Linked DNA regions of Ovis aries: region 1 is linked to region 2. A link is a contact called in public Hi-C data. All regions are on one chromosome and are shown on one strand. Each heading gives the region's core, a stretch centred on a gene start, on an enhancer-like site or on the middle of the called end of the contact. The rest is flanking DNA. Distances are from core to core; before and after follow the strand shown.

The links. Hi-C and Micro-C count contacts between places; a contact is called where the count stands out from the background.
Region 1: a contact with region 2 is called in a Hi-C map of liver, with 1.8 times the contacts expected there. The contact joins the promoter of CYTH3 here to the enhancer-like site in region 2. A contact is called at or near these places in 3 of 16 Hi-C or Micro-C datasets (hypothalamus, liver and muscle).

The regions. Positions count from the first base shown.
Region 1 is chr24:38,621,877-38,628,236 of ARS-UI_Ramb_v3.0, reverse strand. It overlaps CYTH3 (cytohesin 3), which reads left to right and starts at 4,504. Exons shown (of 14, transcript XM_060405726.1): 1 at 4,504-4,675.
Region 2 is chr24:38,556,491-38,563,270 of ARS-UI_Ramb_v3.0, reverse strand. It overlaps CYTH3 (cytohesin 3), which reads left to right. Exons shown (of 14, transcript XM_060405726.1): 8 at 398-510; 9 at 598-746; 10 at 1,024-1,135; 11 at 4,917-4,993; 12 at 5,076-5,147; 13 at 5,226-5,380; 14 at 5,612-6,780. The coding sequence ends at 5,684. Among named protein-coding and RNA genes, the nearest start is that of USP42, 47 kb to the right of the region's middle. Within about 2 kb of position 5,435, at least 17 of the 54 cell types and tissues checked have an H3K27ac peak or open chromatin away from gene starts, as enhancers often do. A contact at or near this core is called in liver, where this site is marked.

The DNA of each region.
Region 1 (6,360 bases), core at 3,255-5,754, 66 kb before region 2:
GGAAGAGGGAGCAGAGAAGCTTTCTGTGCGTGACAAGGATGAGCATCGATTGAGCACTTACTGTGTGCCCTACACTCGTGGCGTATGATAGCATTGAGCTCTAGTTCTCAGAGTAGCTGTATGGGGCAGAGTCACTGTCGGTTCCATTTCAGCCGCAGAAACTAGGGTGCTAGGAGAGGTGAAGTCATTTGCCCAAGGTCACACAGCCAAGAACACGAAGTGCCTGGGCCGTCTGACTTTAGAGCCTGAAATATTCACTTAGCAGAGGTGACGTGCTGTGATGCCTCATGGCTGGGGCCTAATGACCTTACTGGGCAAAGTCAGTGAACGACGGGAACTCGTGGCTGGCTTTCGCCACCCGACAAGTCAGACTGCAGACTCACACTAGCTCGGGCACAGTGAGGCTCTCTGGGTCACAGAATACTCTGTCAGGGGTGTTGTTCTGCCACTCGATTGCTGGCTAAGAGCGGTTTCTATTCAGAGGACAGGGATCACAGATGTCCCATGTCCTGACGTTTGTCATTTTCACATTTTTTTCCTTTTTAGTTGCCTGTCCCACAGTCCACTCTGCACCCGGGGATGGGTTTTCCTAATGAGTTTAAGCTGCACACAGCAGACTCTGACCAACTTCTGAAGGGGACCTTTTAAAATTAGAAAAAAAAATTTTTTGTTTTTGTTTTTAGTAGGTCAGGGACATCCTATAAAAATGAAGAGTGAGATAAAAATAAGACAGCTTTTTATTACTACGGAAGACACTTTGTGTTTGAGAACTCAATATCCACATTGCCTCGAGTGCGTAAGTGAAATGCCTTTCTTCCAAAGAAATAGCTCAAAATGGTGGCCAAGTTATTTTTCCCCCCCGAAGTTTAACATTACTGAGAAATCTGACCCGCCTTTGTTCTTGCAAAAATGCAAGTGACTAATCAATCTGAAAGGAATTAAGCTGCCCTTGGTAACGTGAGGCCACGGAACTCGTCAGTTGTGTGGATTCCAAGGGGGAAGAGAACACGACCAAGCTAGACTGCCCTGAATGATTGGAAAGGGAGATGGGGAAAAAAAAAAAAGAAAGAAAGGGAGATGGACTCTGTGAAGAAAGTGATGTCTGGGTCTTTGAAAATTTAATGAGGGTGTGACTTGACACTTGGTCCCCTGTTGTTCGCCTGGGCAGAGTGGAGAACACTAGTCTGCACAAAATCATCTCCACTCCAATGAGATATTTTCTTTCCTAGATGAAATCAGATTTCTGAAAGCACTGTTTTCCTTTCGTGACTGTGATGTGGCAGTGAGCGGGCCACTGCCTGCTCCCCAGGCTGGACCAGACCCCTGAGCAGATGTAAGGGATTAGCTGAGGTTTCCATCTGCTGACGGTCACTGCTGTCTCTGAATCTCCTGACTAGTTATCAGAGGACACGGGAACTGCTTTGTGCAGGCGGCGTGGGCTGCCTCTTTCTGGCTGAGGGTGAAGAAACTGGCCTTGGCAGAGTTTGGGCTATTGTGACCTCAGTGCTGCACGAGGACCCTTCTGTCCAACTGCATAGACTTTCTCTTGGAGGACTGAGATGAATAGAAAGGAGAAGTCCTCTGACCTTTCTGGAATGTGTGCACATTTTTTTGATTTCTTAAGCTCATTCTGCAATGGTCAAAGGCTGATAAATGGGTTTCAACATGTTTTCAAGATGTCTCCCACTTCGGCTTGCCATGGTTGTCCAGCAGCAAAACCAGATATGTCCAATTCAAGCAAATACTGTTGCTTTCTCCCCTTCTCTGATATGGCCAGGCCCTGCAGTGGATCACAGAGACATAATAAATACGGACTACAGTCTTGGTCTGAAGGAGTTTCAAGGCTGCAAAGCCAGTAGACAGGAAAACAGTAAGAGAAAGTCTATAAATAGAGTTGTTCAGTTGCTCAGTTGTGTCCCACTCTTTGCGACCCCACGGACTGCAGCATGCCCGGCTTCCTTGTCCTTCACTATCTCCTGGAGTTTGCTCAGACTCATGTCCATTGAGATGATGACGCCATAAATAGAGCAGGACATCACATTTTCAATTAGATAATTATTTGAGTAATTATTTGCTTAATGGCTACATTCCTCCTAGGTCAGAAGGCCCTTGAAGGCACAAAGGGAATCTATCCTTTTCATCACGGTATTCCCAGCACCTGGGCAGTGCTTGAAACAAAGCAAGTCCCTAAATATGTATTGTCTGATGGAATGAGATTGCAACAAGGTTTTGGGTTTAACACTTGCTACCTTGGAGTGGTGTCTGCTACATGAATTGTTTTCCTTACAGGTTGACATATAAAGCTTTCAACATCTAAGTAACATAGATGGGCATAAAGTGAGTGCCTATCTCAGTGGATAACTAGGATACTTAATTTTCCTTTGTAGGAGCAATCTGCCTGTGAGCAGATTAAAATGCCTGCTGCCTTGGTGGGAGGGGCTTCCCCAGTGGCTCAGTGGTAAAAAATCCACCTGCAATGCAGGAGACATAGGAGAAGCGGGTTAGATCCCTGGGTCAGGAAGATCTCTTGGAGGAGGAAATGGCAACCCACTCCAGTATTCTTGCCTGGAGAATCCTATGGACAACGGAGCCTAGCAGGCTACAGTCCATAGTGCACAAAGAGTCGGACACGACTTAGTGACTGAGTATAGCATAGCACATCTTGGTGGGATTTAAGAGACACTGGAAAGCAGCTCCCTTTAAAAAAAAATTCTAATTTTCCAATTAGATATTCATTCCTTTGCACACTGCAGGTTTTTAAGTCTTCCAATTACCCCATTCAAGTGCAGAAATAAAGGTGTGCACCTTAAGCTTCAGGACTTCCCTGGTGGCTCAGATGGTAAAGCATCTGCCTACAATGCTGGAGACCCACATTCAATCCCTCGGTTGGGAAGATCCTCTGGAGAAGGAAATGGCAACCCACTCCAGTACTCTTGCCTAGAAAATCCCACGGACGGAGGAGCGTGGCTACAGTCCATGGGGTTGCAAAGAGTCTGACACAACTGAGCAACTTCACTTCACTTCATCTTAAGCTTTTATTCTCCCAACACCTTTTGCAGGCTTTGTGGAAATGGAGGCCCTGGCTAAGCTGTGGGGATAATATTGATCTAACTCTCTGCTTACAAATAATGGGGCTATGGTTGATTCTGATGGCAATGAGCTTAGGTGGTGATTGGAGAAGCAATTTTCAGACTCAAACTTGGGAGAAGCACTACAGATCACACTCTTAAGAAATCTAAAGAATTTGGAACTGACATTGAAAAGTGTTTAAAATTGATAATATCATTGAGTTCAAAGCTGCACATGTCACATTATCAAGTTCAAAGTATACTGTCATTCTTTCTCAGTAACTACGCTGTTATCTCCAGGATAACCAAGGCTACAGGAACAAGATCAGGAAGCCAAGTCTGAGGGCTGAGGCCTGATGCCCAGACCCCCTTTCTGCTGTGCCTTCGTCACATAAGCTGCCACACGTCTTATCTGCACCCAGAACTATGTGGGGAGCCTTGAGCAGCACCCAAATGCTGGTTGTATAACTTGAGATTATTAGGAGATTGAATTCTTTGGGATCATCCCACAACCTCGAACAAAGAAAGTGAAAACGGCAGTTTTGATAAATGACAGCAGAAAGTTCCTTCAACTCAATGGGCCATCTGTAGATATAAAACAGTTGCTAGTAAACTGTATTAGAGATGAATTATCTCCTCCATTACAATGTTTCCTTTTCTTTAATGCAATTTAGTTCAAGCAAATTGAACAGAAAAGCTTGGGAGGGGTCACATTCAATGGTGGTGGTGGGGGCTGGGGGGGAGGCAGAGAACTTACTGGAAACAAGATGTGGAATGGGAAGGGAGGTCCGGAGCACGGGCCAACGGAGGCCTGCTGCCCAGGAGGCCTGTGCCGAGGACCCTGGCTGTGCCCACGGGAAATTGAATTCAGAGCTCCTTCTGGATCGTAAATCCAGGGCAGCTGGCAGCTTGCCCAGGGCGGCTGGCGCGAAAGCGCAGGAGCGTCTGTGTCTGGCCGACCCCTCTGAGGGTGGGCCCCAGGTGTGCCGGCTGGGGATTCGGTTCCAGCCTTAAGATAACGTTCATCCATAAGCTTTACACTTTATGAATGTCAAAGCGCACTCATCGCCAGGAAAGGAGGGCCTCCATGACACCCCAGAAAGGGCTGAAAAGCTGGAATGACTCTGAAATGCCTCTGGACGAAGGGAGAAGGCTTGACTTTTAAGTACGTTTCTTGAGCTTTTTCGCTGAGCGCAAGTGCGAGGAGGACCCCCGCCCCCGGACCCCCCAAGCCCCTTGCCGCCAGGTTTTGTTCTCCGGACCCCACGTCGGTCCAGAGGATGCTGGCCCCTGCCCGCCAGGGTGCCGTCTCAGACGCTCGGGGCTCCGGGCGGGGCCGCGCGCGCTCCCGAGGGGGGCCGGCGGGGCCCCGCCCACCGCGCCCGGGGCGGGGCCTGCGCGCCACGTGACGGCGGCGCCGCGCGCTGAGCGCCCCGCCCCGCGGGAGGAGGCCCGGGCCGCGACCCGGCCCGCGCGCTGCTGGAGCCGCCCGGCCGCCCGCGCGCTCCGCACCCGCGGCCCCTCGCCCGCCGGCCCCGGGCTCGCCGGCTGCGGCAGCCGCCTCAAGATGGACGAAGACGGCGGCGGCGGCGGCGAGGGCGGCGGCGGTGAGTGTCGGAGGTGTGGCCGGCCCGCCCGGCGGCCTGGGGCCGGGCCGGGGGTGGGTGGGGGTCGCGGACCGCCGGGGAGCGGGGACGGCCGCTCCCGGCTCGGCGGCTGGGGGTCCGGGTCCGCCCGAGGAGACAGCGTCTGGGCGACAGCGCTGCGGGCTGGCGACCGCCGAGGCCCGCGGCGCGCCGGGCCCCGGAGCCCGAGGCGGGGGGTGCGGGGACCCCCGAGGCGGGGGCCGGCGGGGTCGTCGCGGGGGCCGGGCGAGCGTCCGGAACGGCCGGGGTCGCCAGGAGGCTCGGGCCGGGACTCGGGGGGTCGCTTTCCCCGGGGCGGGGGACCTTGGGGGCGACCTTCCCCGCCTCCTGTCGCCAAGGGCGTCCACGCCCTCGGAGCCCAACCGCCGGTGACCACCCTCCTGGCGTCTTCCCCAGGTGGTGCGGGTTGCCAGGGGGGACCCCGGGAAACCGGGAGGGCAAAGTTTGGAATTGGGGATACCCCGGGTCTAGGAAGGGCGGCCGCGGAGAGAAGGTTGAGCATCGTGACAGTTTTCTTGGCTTTAGGTCCCAAGTGGTCACGGGGGTCGTTTAAGTGAGGTCGTTTAACATGCAGCGAGGGCACACGCATGTTAGAAAGTAAGGGAACGTGACGGAGTCAGCCGAAAATAATAAGTAAAAAGTCAGAGGAGACGAGGGTCGGAGTCGGGAACTGCTGCCCGCCCGCAGGTGGGACCAGAGAGAACCAGGCTGTCCGTCCAACGCTCAGTCACCTCTTGCTGGAAGATTCACGTTGACTGTAAATTATTTAGTGGAATACAGATTCCTGTCGTGTCATGCTGCGAATTACGCCTTTCAAACCGAATAAGGCGTCCGCATAATGTCTATGGATGGAGTGAGTCGTTGGCTTGGGACACAAAGGGTTAATACGCCTGTTTTTTTTACAGGAACACTGGAAGTTAAGGATCTCTGTGTGTGTGTTTTTGCTAAAGATCTCCTAAATGCTGACAGACGGAATCATCATAATCTCTTGTAATAAGGGAGCGTTTGGGGAAAAGAAAAAAAAAAATTCTTAATTACAGGCTGCCGGAGCAGCTGCCTGTAAGAATCAGCAGTATTGAACGCTTCCGGATGAAGTAGTTAATCAAGGTGCTTTCTAGAATTTAAGTGATGCTCCAGGGGGAGATGTTTGCCTCGCAGTAAGCCGGTGGGGCTGGGAGGGTGGGAAGTTGGCCCGAGCCCTGGCATTTGCGGAGTTCACTTCTCCTAGTTGAAGCTAGGGGTAGCACTGTAGCACCGAGTGGCTGTGTTGTTTATGATGGAAAGTTCTGCGGGAAGAAGGAGCCCAGGTGCGCACCCTCCTCCAGCCAGACTGCTGTCTAAAGCGTCCAAGAGATGGATTCTCCCTGGACGCCCTGCTTTCTGCCTGTCACAGCTGCGGTAACGGTACAGGCAGACAAGCATCTCCTCCTTCGAAAATAAAGACAGATCCACTATAATACTTAAACGTTTGGCATTCGGGTACAGGGAGCATGCTGGCTTGGCGATTTCATTCGAAGGTGTTTCAGATTCTGTGAATCAAGAAATGAAGAAAACTTAAAGGTCACAGCAGGTATACATGTTTGTAAACTAGGAAGCCAGTTTAGATCTTGAAGACTAGAGCAAAGGATAGTATTACATCTCGAAAG
Region 2 (6,780 bases), core at 4,186-6,685:
CCGCCCTGGCCCAGGATCCCAGCCTCGTTGGCAGGTGCTGGTCTGAGCCTGTCTCCTGTGTCCTCTGCCGCAGCGCCCCCCCCTTTCCTGGTGACTGCTCCCCCAGCTGTAAACTGGGGTGGCGCTGCCTTTCTGTGGGCTCAGCCCCTGGCCTTGGCTGAGGGCTGCGCTGGCGGGTCCAGTTTGAGATGACGCGTTTTGAAGACGGTGTCTCGGGGAGGGGCAGGCCTGGCGAGCCTGGGGCGTGGCCACGAGGACCCTGTTCTTTCCATCAGCTGCGGGACCTCCCGCAGACAGCGGCGCGCCTCGGGGTCCAGGGGGTCAGTGCGCTTCGGCCCCCCGGAAGGGCCTCTGGTCTTGGAGATGCCCACCCACCCCCCTGTTCTCGCCCCTGCAGGCAGTTCCTCTGGAGCTTCAGGCTGCCGGGCGAGGCGCAGAAGATCGACCGCATGATGGAGGCCTTCGCTGCCCGCTACTGCCTGTGCAACCCCGGCGTCTTCCAGTCCACGGGTGAGTGCGCGGCGGGTGGGTGGTGCGCGGCGCCCGGGCTGGGCCCGTGCTGATGGCCCGCGGCGCTGACCCTCCCCCCCCGCACAGACACGTGCTACGTGCTGTCTTTCGCCATCATCATGCTCAACACCAGCCTCCACAACCACAACGTGCGCGACAAGCCCACGGCCGAGCGCTTCGTCACCATGAATCGCGGCATCAACGAGGGCGGGGACCTCCCCGAGGAGCTGCTGCGGGTGAGCCGCCCCGCCATGCGCCCCTCCTCCCCGTGCACCCCACCTCCCCGTGTACCCTGCCCCCTCCCCAGGTAGCCGCCCCCCCCCGTCCCCGCCCCGTGTTCCTCTTACCCGGTCCGTGTCCCCCTCGTCCCGTCCCCACCTCTGCTCAGGAGCGTCAGGCCCTGCCTTTGCGCCCAAGTCGACGGCCTTTAGAGGGGCCCTGGGCGCGCCCTGGGGGGCTTCGCGGGGCGGCTGGTGGCGCTCGGCCTGAGCCCCGGCCGCCCTCCCTACGCAGAACCTGTACGAGAGCATCAAGAACGAGCCGTTCAAGATCCCCGAGGACGACGGCAACGACCTGACGCACACGTTCTTCAACCCCGACCGGGAGGGCTGGCTCCTGAAGCTGGGTGAGCGGCGGCGCCGGGGGCGGGACCCCGCCGTGGCCCCTCCGCCCGCGCCCGCGCCGCAGCCCCCGCGGCGCCCGGTGCGCCTCCCCGCGCGGCCGGAGGCGGCGGCTCCCCGAGGTCCCCGCACAGCGGCCCCTGGCGGCCAGGCGCGCCCGCGCGGCGTCTGCTCGGGCGGCCGCGCCGCCCCCGGGCGCCCGCCGCCTCTCTTGGTTCGGTGTGGCTGACTTTCGATGCGTGGTTTAAATGTGCCTTCTTGTTGTTTTCCTTCTGCCTGTGGCTCCCACCTTTCTGTTCTGTGATGGGCTGTCCCTGCTTGTCCTGCGTAGGAGGTACGTACCCAGCGGCTTCCTGCCCTTTGCCAGCTGCTCTCTCTTCTCCTGTCTCTCTGTCGGTTCGTGTGAAGCTCCGACTTGCTTGCCATCCATCTGGCCCTCGTGGCTTCAGACGTGCCGGGCTCACTTCATCCTCCACGCAGGGCAAGGTGCCGCGGCCGCGTCGCCCCTCCGCGGCTGGGCGAGGAGTGAGGGACCGAGGCGCGTGGAGATGCCGGGCGGAGACAAGCTCGCCCCTCCGCGTCCTTGGCCCTGAGCACATCGCCCGCCGCCCATCCCGCTAACCAGGCAGTGCGTGTTTGCACCACCTGTGCAGAGTCTAGGCGCGTGTGTTAGAACACGGGTGCTCTTGTCTGACCTCGGGAGCTAAGCAGGGCCAGGCCTGGTTAGTACTTGGATGGGAGAAGCGTGTTAAGAACCTCTTGACTATTGACAAACAAGCAGAAGAGCATTTATATATTCTGGGCCATCTTAGGGCTCCGTAGGGAGTTATCATTCTCTTGGAGGTTGAGATTCCTTCTTCTGGTGACATTAGAGCCTGTGAGATGAGCCAGATGACGCAGGCACTCTGCAGACAGTGTGTCAGACACCAGGGCCTACAGGAATGCTGGTGGTTTGAGTCTTTAACCAAGAGGGGATGAGCGTGGGCCTGGTGACAGTGTGGCCAGTGTAAGAGTGTGTAGCGTGGGGCGGCTGTCCTGATTTGGGATATAGCTCTCACCTTTCTCTGGCTGTGCCAGGGTTCGGAAGACTTTTGGATCTTTGCCTAAAAAGCCAGAAGCGTAGCAGTGGCCCTGGGTAATGCCTGAGTGACCTTCCAGACACACCTGGCTTTGAGATCCCATCCAGCCTGTGGGCCTGGGATGAGGGCCCAGGGAAGGTGCCCAGAAGAACAGCAGCTGCACTTGGGCTCTTCCTGTTCTCTGTCGCCAGCAAGGGCCCCCCCGGGGTGGTGACAGCACAGGCCTGCCTGGCAGCCAGGGTGCCCCCAGTGCCCCTTGGGTGACTCTAAAGACTGAACTAGATGTCTGACACCAGGGCTCGTGTTCCAGCCTGTCATCTGGTCGAGCAGATGACCGGACCACAGCATTGGGGCAGGGCACCGACAGGCACAGGGCCGGCTGGTGCCCGGGAGGGGCCAGGGGCCCAGGGCTTGCTGCTCACCCGTTCCCGCGGCCCCCGCTCTGTCCTCAGACCCAAGGCTGAGGGCTACAGAGCTGGTGACAGCACAGGTCGCACCTGCAGCCCGGAGCCTCAGCCCCTGGGGCTGTTCTGCTCTCAGAGCTGTTAGCGTCCCCCAAGGTGTCCAGTGCACAGCTGGCTGGTCAGTGCGCCAGACTCCTGCCTACGGTTCTGACCCCATGAAGGGTCCCTGGGTGTCGGTCCCCTAGGGACCCAGGAGGCGGGTGCTGAGGCTTTGTTAGGCTGGGCCTGGGTGCACACCTGTACTTAGTGAGGACACACAGCCCTAGGCCCCTGAACGGCCTACACACACACGCAGGCAGAGAAGCCAGAACTGTGGCCGTGCGTGTGCTAAGTTAGGAACTGGAGGTCCTAGCATGACCTCGCTTGGGGGTTTGTTGTCGTAAGTTAATCTTAAAGGAGACCGTGCTTTCAGGAGGCCAGGGTGCCCCGCCAGAGCAGAGCCTGGTGATGAGCTTCATGATGGTCCTGTAAATACCGTGTAGTCACTGTGTTTTGAGAGTGAGTCAGATGTGTTAACACAAGAGTTTGGTTGGCACAGAGCTGGCGTGGAGAACAGGCTTGCGTGGTATGCACGAGAGCCCGTGTCTGCTAACAACTATGCAGGCAGCAGGCGTTTACAAAGAGAAAAGGGCTGATTCTATCCATACTAGTCAGGAGCAGCCAGGCTCCTTCCTGCAGGGGTGTGTGTGTCTGTGTGTGTGTCTGTGTGTGTGTCTGTGTGTCTCCTTGTCCTGAAGCCCAGTCACAAACACATGCTTGGGCAGAGCTGGTCCATCTCCTGCAGCAAAACCTGCTGGAGCTCAGAGACCAAGAGTGTCACCGCCGCCACCCTGTAAGGGGGCTTGGGGCTGGGCCAGGCTCAGGGGTCCACCTGACCACACACCTCTGTCTCAATGCCCACTGCCCCTGGCCCAAGAGGCTCCCCTGGTCTCAAGACCTGGACCAGGGGTTGGGTTCCTCCAGACGTGCCACTGAAGTTGGGTGTAGCAGGGCAGGAGTCTAGGTGCAGAAGAGTCTCGAGGCCTTCCAAGAGAACAGAGATCCCTGCCCATGGTTCGAGACACACCTTGAGGGGGTGGAGGCCTTGGGGGTTGGAGGCATGAAGGGGCCTCAGGGTCTGAGGGCCCCCAAGGACAGTGGAATTTGGACAGATGCTTCTGACGGGGATGGAAAGTGAGATTAGGGGAGCAGGGGAATCTGGGGACCCTCTTCACGGCATAACTGAGGCTGCCGCCCCACACACCTGCCCTGCCTGCCCAGCCAGCCTGTGGCCATCATGAGGACAGACATCTCATCAGTGACCCAAGGGTGAGGGTCCCAGTCTCTGAGGACCCCTCAGTGGCACTGAAACCACAGACGGGGCTCCCTCCCTGCAGCTGGGTGTCTGCGTGTGTCTCTTCCCCCCATATCTCCCCAAATGTCAGGCCTTGTGCCTCAATTTCTGGATAGCCTTCATGTCCCCCCATGTCCCTGTCTGGGCTCCTCAGTTTCAGGGACCAGGTCCGTGACCCTCAGCCACAAGGGTCTCCCCTGTCTGCACCAGGGAGCCAGGGGGCGGGGCAGCTGCTGCTTACCTCATGCTGGTGGGTCGCAGACATCTGTCACCAGGCGCACGTTCTCTCTTTCAACTTTTGTTTTTAAACGTCATGTCGGAAGCAGAGACTAGAAATAGAAAAGGAAGCCAGTTGGTTTCTACTGAATATTTGAGAGTGAAAGATTTCTTTTCTGTAGTTTGAGGAGAGTGGGTGCAGATGAGCTGTGTGTGTGCATGTGTGTCCCAGATCTTGTTATGAGATTAATTCAATCTAATAATTCCCTGGGCCAAGGCCATAATCGATTTTGATGGATCCCAGGGCTGCCCCAGGTCCTCAGTAATGCGATGACGGTCCTGACGTAACGGGATTAAGTCCTGGACAGACCGGCAGCGGCGCTGACTTCATCCTGTTGTCATTTCCATGTGGGGAAATTAAGACCATTCATCACGACTAACTCTTCCAGGAAGCAGACTTGGGAAACGCTCGGGTCATCTGGGTGCCCTGCAGGCGGGCGGGGGTGCATGCGGGCCCCAGCAGCCACGGGCAGGCCAGGCCGCACACCATGGCCAGGATCTGGGGCAGAATGTGAAACGTTTTCACGAAGGACGAAGTGTAAAAGCCAGCTCGGCCCCAGTGGCATTTCTGAAAAGCACAGTAGCTCGTGTAGGGCTTGCTCTGCCCAGACTCACAGGGTCCCTCTGCTCTTAGGGGGGCGCGTGAAGACCTGGAAGCGGCGCTGGTTCATCCTCACCGACAACTGCCTCTATTACTTTGAATACACGACGGTAAGCGCAGGGCTGCGGGTCCTCCAGGTCGCGGGACCCTCGGCGGGTGCGGGGGAGGCTGGCTGAGCGCTTTGTCCCGCAGGATAAGGAGCCCCGGGGAATCATCCCGCTGGAGAACCTGAGCATCAGGGAGGTGGAGGACCCGCGGAAACCCGTAAGCTGGCTTCCCCGCCGCCCGCCCTTCCCTCCCGCTCCCCCAGCACCAGGTGACAGTCGTGTCTGTCTCCACCAGAACTGTTTCGAGCTGTACAACCCCAGCCACAAAGGGCAGGTCATCAAAGCCTGTAAGACAGAGGCGGACGGCCGGGTAGTGGAGGGCAACCACGTGGTGTACCGCATCTCGGCGCCCAGCCCGGAGGAGAAGGAGGAGTGGATGAAGTCCATCAGGTGCGCCCGGGCCCGCCGGGCGGGGCCTGTGCTGTGGGCGTGTCAGGGGCGGGGCCTGTGCGCTAGGTAGGCCGGGAGGGTCGGGCTCTCGTCTGGTCGGGGCGGGTGAGGCCCGAGCTGGGGCTGTCAGAGGGGCGGGGCTGTTGTCGAGCGCGAGTGGCGCTCTTGATGGGGCCTTGTGTGTAGGACTGCCCCGCCCATCCTAACCCAGTTTTTTTTACCCTCTCCCAGAGCGAGTATCAGCAGGGATCCTTTCTATGACATGTTGGCCACGAGGAAAAGGAGGATTGCCAATAAGAAATAGAGCTTTCCTGGTCTGAGCAGCAGGTAAAAGTAAACTGAAACCCCACAGCAGAGTGACTGGGGGGCCCTCCACGACCCCCTGGACCACCCCGACGGCCTGCCCTGTCTCCTCCGGGACAGCAGCCCCTGCTGATCTCAAGAGGCCTCACGTCACCCCTTCCCGCCGCCGCCCTCCCAGCTCCGGGTACATCCTTCTCGAAGCCCCGGCCTGCAGCTGCGCCTGGTGGTCCAGCCTTGAATATCCGCGGGGCAGACTAGGGGCCACACGTGCTCCTTGGTGGCAGTGGCTGTGTTGGCCGTTCTGGAAGCCACTGTTTTGTGTCATAACAGGAAAGGAAAAGCTACCACTTTTTTATTGAGTTTTTTTCTCAGATATATAGGATTATAGCTTTTATACGCCTTTTTATATTCTGAAATTATAATGAAAGATACTTTCTAACAGTAGTATTTTTAGAATGGCAGCTATAAATTTAACTTCTGGACACACGTATATACTGTGCACTGAGAACAAGTTACATACACACATATGCAGCAACTGGGGAGTGGGTGCCGTGCTCAAGGGGAACCCGAGGGCGCCCCCTGGTGGAGGGAGACGCCCGCGTCCTTGAAGACGCGCGCTGGGCAGGGTGGCTCCAGGGGTCCCGTCTTCTGAGTCACCCAGCTCCGTCTTCGTGGCCCCGCAGATAACTTTTACAAAGACACAAATCATTAAATTTTGGTTTGGGGTGTTTATCCTGTAACTGCTGAATCCCAGGACGGACAGTGTATGTATTGAACCACATGAAACTGCTCATATTTGACCCCTTTCTGATACCCACAAACAGCAGTGTCACGTGGTCCAACCGAACACATGGTTCAGGCCAGCTGTGACCCCTGTCTTCACTACTTAAGGCCTGTTGGCCAAACGAATGCTTATAATGATCAGATATATTAATGTAATGTGTAGACATATAAGGAACTAGAGACAATCTTGCTCCGTGTTTTGAGAGATTTGATATATTATAGGAAGGGAAAGAGCAGGCTGGGGGATGAAGGTGTATAGCACTTACGCTTTTCTGTAAATAGTTTAAAACCCCAAATATGCACTGGTGGTTGGA